2 separate regions of the Mus musculus genome follow, and region 1 is linked to region 2. The links are chromatin contacts, called in public Hi-C maps. All regions are on one chromosome and are shown on one strand. Each heading gives the region's core, a stretch centred on a gene start, on an enhancer-like site or on the middle of the called end of the contact. The rest is flanking DNA. Distances are from core to core; before and after follow the strand shown. Region 1 overlaps Mical3 (microtubule associated monooxygenase, calponin and LIM domain containing 3). Region 2 has its middle 18 kb from the start of Pex26.

The links. Hi-C and Micro-C count contacts between places; a contact is called where the count stands out from the background.
Region 1: a Hi-C map of uterus shows a contact between it and region 2, with 1.8 times the contacts expected there. The contact joins two enhancer-like sites. A contact is called at or near these places in 1 of 15 datasets of contacts at CTCF or cohesin (the NIH/3T3 cell line), 7 of 484 Hi-C or Micro-C datasets (the N1E-115 cell line, bone marrow-derived macrophages, embryonic fibroblasts and 4 more), 3 of 115 datasets of contacts at active chromatin or transcription factors (embryonic stem cells, extraembryonic endoderm stem cells and pancreatic cancer cells) and 2 of 9 other capture datasets (adipose tissue and pancreatic islet).

The regions. Positions count from the first base shown.
Region 1 is chr6:121,065,369-121,068,484 of GRCm38.p6, forward strand. The region is part of intron 1 of Mical3 (microtubule associated monooxygenase, calponin and LIM domain containing 3); the gene reads right to left. All of the region lies in intron 1 of Gm4651 (predicted gene 4651), which reads left to right. Among named protein-coding and RNA genes, the nearest start is that of Gm4651, 2.5 kb to the left of the region's middle. Within about 2 kb of position 1,818, at least 25 of the 459 cell types and tissues checked have an H3K27ac peak or open chromatin away from gene starts, as enhancers often do. A contact at or near this core is called in the N1E-115 cell line, pancreatic islet and uterus, where this site is marked.
Region 2 is chr6:121,164,527-121,167,732 of GRCm38.p6, forward strand. It overlaps a transcript of Mical3 not described here. Among named protein-coding and RNA genes, the nearest start is that of Pex26, 18 kb to the right of the region's middle. Within about 2 kb of position 1,780, at least 56 of the 459 cell types and tissues checked have an H3K27ac peak or open chromatin away from gene starts, as enhancers often do. A contact at or near this core is called in the N1E-115 cell line, pancreatic islet and uterus, where this site is marked.

The DNA.
Region 1 (3,116 bases), core at 568-3,067, 99 kb before region 2:
CCAGACACGCAAACCTACAGGATAAATACTTTCCTTTGACTTGGGTTTTGTCTAGGTTTTTAGTTACAGTTTTTTACAGTGCTGTGGAACCAACCCCAAGAAGCATGGAAGTTAGGCAAGGTTTGCACCCTCGGCCCTGGGCAACTGCATTTTTAACGGAAGGTGCAGTTGAGCATGATAAGGGCCGTTTTTTTTTTACACAGCACCCCATAGTGACGGGAGATGGGCGAGGGCCGGACAAGAACAGAGATCTCAACACAACTACATGGATACACGGATATCATTGCTTGTGTCATAGACAACACAGTCCACCTCTGTGCTCCTACAACCTTCTCTATGCAACTGATACATAGATTAAATATATAATAATCAGGTAAAATATCTCCATCATACACGGTGTAACTCTTTCTTTATGACACAGCGAGGCTAGCTGAGTGTGGTGGTCTACGCCTGTAGTCCCAGTATTTAGGGTGCTGAGGCAGGGGAATCCCAGGTCTGAGGTCACCTTGGACTAAACAATGCATTCCCTGCCAGCCGAAGCCAGACTAACTTAATACAAGCAAATAAACAGACAAAGATAAAATTAGGGAGTAGGAGCAAAACTAAGACAACACCAGTGTAGCTGGGTGTGGTGCACGCCTTTAACCCCAGCTTTTGGGAAGCAGAAAAGGGCAGGTCTCAGAATTTGAGGCCTGGATTGCATAGCAAGATCCAGGCCAGCCAGGGCTGTGTAATTAAGACCCTGTCTCTTAAAAAAAAAAAAAAAAAGACAATGACAATGACAACAAATATAGTCTAGGCTAGACAGAGGTAGGTGACACACTTCAGGGGCCAACTGCTATGGACTATTATTCTCCACAGCTCCCAAAAACAAAGACCTGGTTCCCTTTCCCACTCCTAGCTCTGTGGGCTACCATTTCTCAAGGTGGTCCCTGCAGGGGAAGTTCCTTCCCCAAGCTCGACTGGACCAGTGATGTGGCAAGACTACGGCAGACCCGTCCTGCCTGAAAACCATAATAAAGGCCTGAGTTCACTTTGCCCCATGTACCCAGGCACATGAAACTGAAAAAAAAGGGACACCTCAGGCTCTAAGCCCAAGCTGAAGTTCACTGTGACTCTGGCTGGCTGGGGTGGGGCTCCTTCGTTGACAGACAGGACCAACACCTGCTGGTGAGCTCTCTGCTCCTTAACCCCCTGGGGCTGTGTGACCAGTTTCCCTAAAAGGATAATGAAGAACCCACATTAGACCATCGATTCTTACTGACCCCCAGATCCTCCCAAATAAAACAACGGTCTCACAAAGGACTGGCACTGCGAGGAGCTGTACCCTGAGATCTGGTTGCCCTGGTAACACAGACCCACTACTCCAAACAGGGTCCTGAGAACTGAGGTGTCCTCCACACCAGCCTGGTGGCAGCAAGCAGAAGCCCCCCACCTCACCCAGGGTGCTGCCTGCCTAGCCCACCACATCGAAGACCACAAGCTGGGTAACTTTTCTGCCCAGAGATGGGAAGATGAAGGGATGGGAGAAAGGGGAGGCTATATTTAGTGAGCGGGCCGAGACAACAGGAATGGAATGAGTCACCCAAGCCCAGGCACTATTGCTCACCGTGGGGGTTGGCTAATCAGAAGTCAAGACAGGGAGGACCAGAGCCTAGCCAGGGGCAGTCTGCAGAAGAGCAGACCTTTCCCAGCTTGTGGGAACGACAGACAGACTCATAGAGGGACACAAAAGCAGACATGGAAGAGAAGTTAGGACAGGAGACGGGACTCAGCATCATCTGGAGACCTATTGTTGTGGGGACACTCCACACAACATAGAGTGTGAAATAGTTGCCAGCAAGAGCTGTAATGGATTCTCCTTAGAGAACCCTCTAGATGCCCAGAAGGCACAGAGGGAACTTTTGCCACTTTAACCAGGGCAAGCCTACTGACTTGCTTGCGTGGTCAGGTAAGGGAGATCGGATTTTACCTTAGTGGGAAAACAGCCCTACTTCTTGGAGGAAAAGTGGAAAAATGAGGCAGCTGGAGGTCAAGACCTTTCGAGAACAGCTAACACAGCATGCCTTCCATCCTGTGTTCCGCAGCACGAGGCCCCCTGTGCAGCCCATGACCCAGGCTGCCCATTCACTGGCCCAAACCCAGTCCTGGGAGATGCTTTGATTTGACCCAAAGAGGCTTGCTGTGAAGCACTGTTAAGTAGATAAATGGAGAACTTGGCAAGGCCTCCGAGCGCCACACACATGCAGACACACCCATTACATGCACGTGTGAGCACATGTGGGCACATGCACAGGGATGGAACACACACCTGCATCCCTAGATGACTGGGTAACACACATCGGACGGTCAGCAGACTATCATATATGGGGTGCACAGTAAAAGCTGACATTTAGGGTGTCAATGATATTTGTTTGACAAGGACCTCTAAACACCCTGTGCACAGAGCCCAGCCATCGTGGGAGGTGCGCGGCTGGCCTCAGGGAGCACTCCCAGGTTCTCACAACTGCCTATTTTTAGCCTCTGGTCTTTCCTGCCTTCTTCCCCAGGGAAGGCTCCTCCCTCTGCTTTCCAGCCCACTGCTCACCAGCAGGATCCTGACCCTGAGCGGGAAGGTGGGGCTGCAGGAGCCTCAGCAAGGCCTCCCTATGCCTCACACTTCAGAGTACAGGTGGAGAAGCCAGACCCAAAGCAGAGGGAAGAAATACTTTAATGTCTCATGACAAGGGCAAGGTGGGTGTGGACGAGAAACAGTGCGGGTGATGCCTGCTGTCTGTCCATCAAGGTTCAAAGCTTGGAGTCTGGCCTGCCCCCATCACTGCCCATGTTGATTGACACTACACCTTGCATTTCGAAGGTGAGGTTCTGCCCACCAAGACAGCAGTGACTCACCAGCCCAGATGGCTGTAATTCCAGCCACGTGACAGTGGTGCCACTTTCTATGGGCATGGTTGTCTGAGGAGGGAGGACACTTGGTGTTGCCTTGCTCTAGACCAGGGGTTCTCGACCTGTGGGTTGTGACCCCTTCAGAGATCAAACTACCCTTTCACAGGGGTCACATATCAGGTATCCTGCATATCCGATATTTACGTGACAACTCATAATGGTAGCAAAAC
Region 2 (3,206 bases), core at 530-3,029:
GAGGAGCTAGAGAAAGTACCCAAGGAGCTGAAGGGGTCTGCAACCCTATAGGCAGAACATCAATATGAACTAACCAGTACCCCCAGAGCTCGTGTCTCTAGCTGCATACATAGCAGAAGATGGCTTAGTTGGCCATCATTGAGAAGAGAGGCCCCTTGGTCTAGCAAACTTCATATGCCCCAGTATAGGGGAACGCCAGGGCCAAGAAGTGGGAGTGGGTGTGTAGAGGAGCAGGGCTGGGGGAGGGTATAGGAGACTTTGGGATAGCAATTGAAATGGAGATGAAGAAAATATCTAATAAAAAAAATGGCAAGTGTGTGGGGGCGGGGTGGAGAGAATGGCGACACAGACAAAGTGCTTGCTATTTTTCCAAAGAACTTGGGTTCATATGTAAGCTGGATGCTGGGGTAAAAACTGGGGAGCTGGATGCTAATAGTTAGTACTTGGGAGACAGAGGTGGGAGGGTCACAAGTTCAAGGCCAACCTGAACTACACAGTGAGCTCAAATTGAGTTTGGGCAACCCAGTAGGATTCTGCTCTCGACTCCTCATACACACACAAAAGTGTTCCTACCATGACCAGTGTTATCATCATCCCCATCCTTCACAGAACTATTTTCTTCAGAAAAACCAAAACTCTGTTCCTCACACCATCACCAGCCCATGGAATTCTATAACGTTCTCGGTGAACTTGGCTATTCTAGGAGCCTCTTATAAGTGGTATCAAGAAATATTTTCTCTTTGTAGCTGACTGAATTTGCTTACTATAATGTCCTTAAGTGTCAGAATTTTCTTCCCCTGAAAGGCCAACTAATATCTCACTATATATACATCGAATTTTAATTATGCTGTGCAATAAAAAATGTAGTTTACATTATGATCTACTACATGCAAATATATTATTGAAATGATCTCATTGGTAGGTTTTTGTTCAATGTGTATTGTCTAAGTAAACATTATAGCTCCAAATCATACAACCTTTAGGTGAAGTGCTTGGACATGCTCATGTTTCTTTAAAACATAATCCTGTTACAACCCTCTAATCAATTTCACGACACAGTAATGGGCTCTGATCCCTAGTTTGTAAAGAAATGGTCTGTTTAGACAGTGAAGTTATCCAGGAAATCAGCAAGGCTTGGTGTGGAGTGGTGCCAGAACCCTGAATAAATCTGGATGGGCAAAAACTGCGGCGTGCATTTGTCTTCATGAATGACCTGCAACTGCAGTGCAAGCTATTAAATTTAGGCCCAGACTATCAGTTTGTATTAAGTATAAACAGAATAATTCAAGGGCATGCTGACTCTCTCCATCAGACTGCAGCTGGTACAGGTCTTTTGCTTGGATTTATTCGCTGCCAGTGACCATTGCTCCTCCTCCCCTTTCCTTTCTTCTTCCTCTTCTTCTCCTTCTCTTCCTCCTTCCTTCCCCCTCCTTTCCCTTCCCCTCCTCCTTGCCTTCCTCCTCTTTTTCAAATCTCCTTTGTCCCCAGGCTCCTCTCTGCTCTGGGAATGGGGAATAGGACCCAAGACAGGGATGGTGGCCGCTAGGTCTCCCAGAATCCCCAGAGGTCTAGAATACCACAAGGAGGAGCACTGTGTGTATTGGATGGTGTGTGAGGCGAGCCTCCAGGCTGCATGCACTCTAGGCTGTGCCTTGCCAAGAGTGGAGTGCAGCCTTTGGGAAGTACAGAGGATGGAGCACGGGCCTCCCATCAGGATGTTCAGAGCCTCTCACCATTGCCTTCCTGGGTCACTGCTCTCTCAGCTGTGTCTGTTAAATATTAACGACCCAATGTCCCCAGAGAGTCACTATCGTTAATTAGCTAATCTCTGTGGCATCTCACAGGGTGAGGTCAGGCAGTCAGCATGTGAATAGCAAAGAAAAATTAAGCAGGAGGGGAGGGGAATCTGGGCTCCGTCTCTATCTCTCTGGCCTCCCGTATTCTGTACAGCTGTGGCCGTCGAGGACACGGCCGATTCTACTTTTGGCACACAGGCCTAAGAGTGGTATAGGAGAGGTCACACTGAGCGCTCTCAGCTGAGGACTCGGAGTTTGCAAAGGTCCGGGAATGAGGAAGGATTTGACTTGTTCAGAAAAGCTGGTCTGAGGTTGTTCCCACCACAGACGTAGAAGTCAATGTCAGGCAGCTAGGTAGGGACTAGGTGGGAACTTGTCAGGATGTGGTAGGGGCTGTGTGATTTAACCAGCGAGAGGCATAGAGAACCTCAGGCTGGGCCATCTGGGTAGCGAAAACTTTATACCTTGAGAATACCTACAAAGCTGGGTGGCACAGCACTTGCCTGGCATCAAGGAGGCCCTGGGTTTTAGCCCCAGCACCAGGTAGAGGAAGGAGAGGGAGGGAAAATGGGGTGGGGAATGAATATCCATAAAATATGCTAATTGGATTGGAGGTTCAATTGTTCGAAAACTTAAAAGATTTTTATGCTACTCTTCTGCATATGGCTGTCCCTATTACTCAAGGTTCTGTTTGAGCAATGACTGTGTTTTACCCTTATAACCTAGTGAGGTAAAAGTGCTCAGGACGTCCTCATAGCTCTGTCCCAACCCCATAGCCTTTTCCTAGTTCTGCATGAACTAGTTCCTTCTAGAGAAGGAACCTGGATGTTCTCGCCCATACCTAGCTTTCTACACTACTCCCAGGTTACCCCCTCCAACCCTGTTTCCTCTGCTTAACCTTGCCAGCCCTTGCTTGCACCTGGCCTAGCTAGGAGAAAGGGCCCCTTGGGGTCCTCATACGTGGGTCTGCAGGGGTAGCACTGTGCCCTGTCAGCATGTCTGATGGGCATCGAGAATTTGGTTCTCTCTAAGAGAGAAGAATGAGGCTCGGTCTAGACTCACCCCACTGGCCAACCCAATGCCCCAGGACCCATTCCCAGCACCACAAACACTTTTAGACTAAGATGATTAAGCCTGACTGTTGGGCATGCCTGAAGGATTGTTTCAGCCCCCACACCTCCTAAGGGATGGGCTGCTGAGGGTCAGGATCAGCTACAGCCAATGGTAGAGCAAGACCCTGTCTCGAAAGAGGAAAAACGAACCAATCAGGGCTGGCCCACAGTTCAGTGAGTGGTAGCTGGTGTTAGGAACTTGGGAAGAAGCTGCTGGCACAAAGGCATTGGGAGCCTCTGCTCCTCAGACGCTGACCATCTGCTGAGGGATCCCAGGGCTGCTGAGAAGGCCCATTTA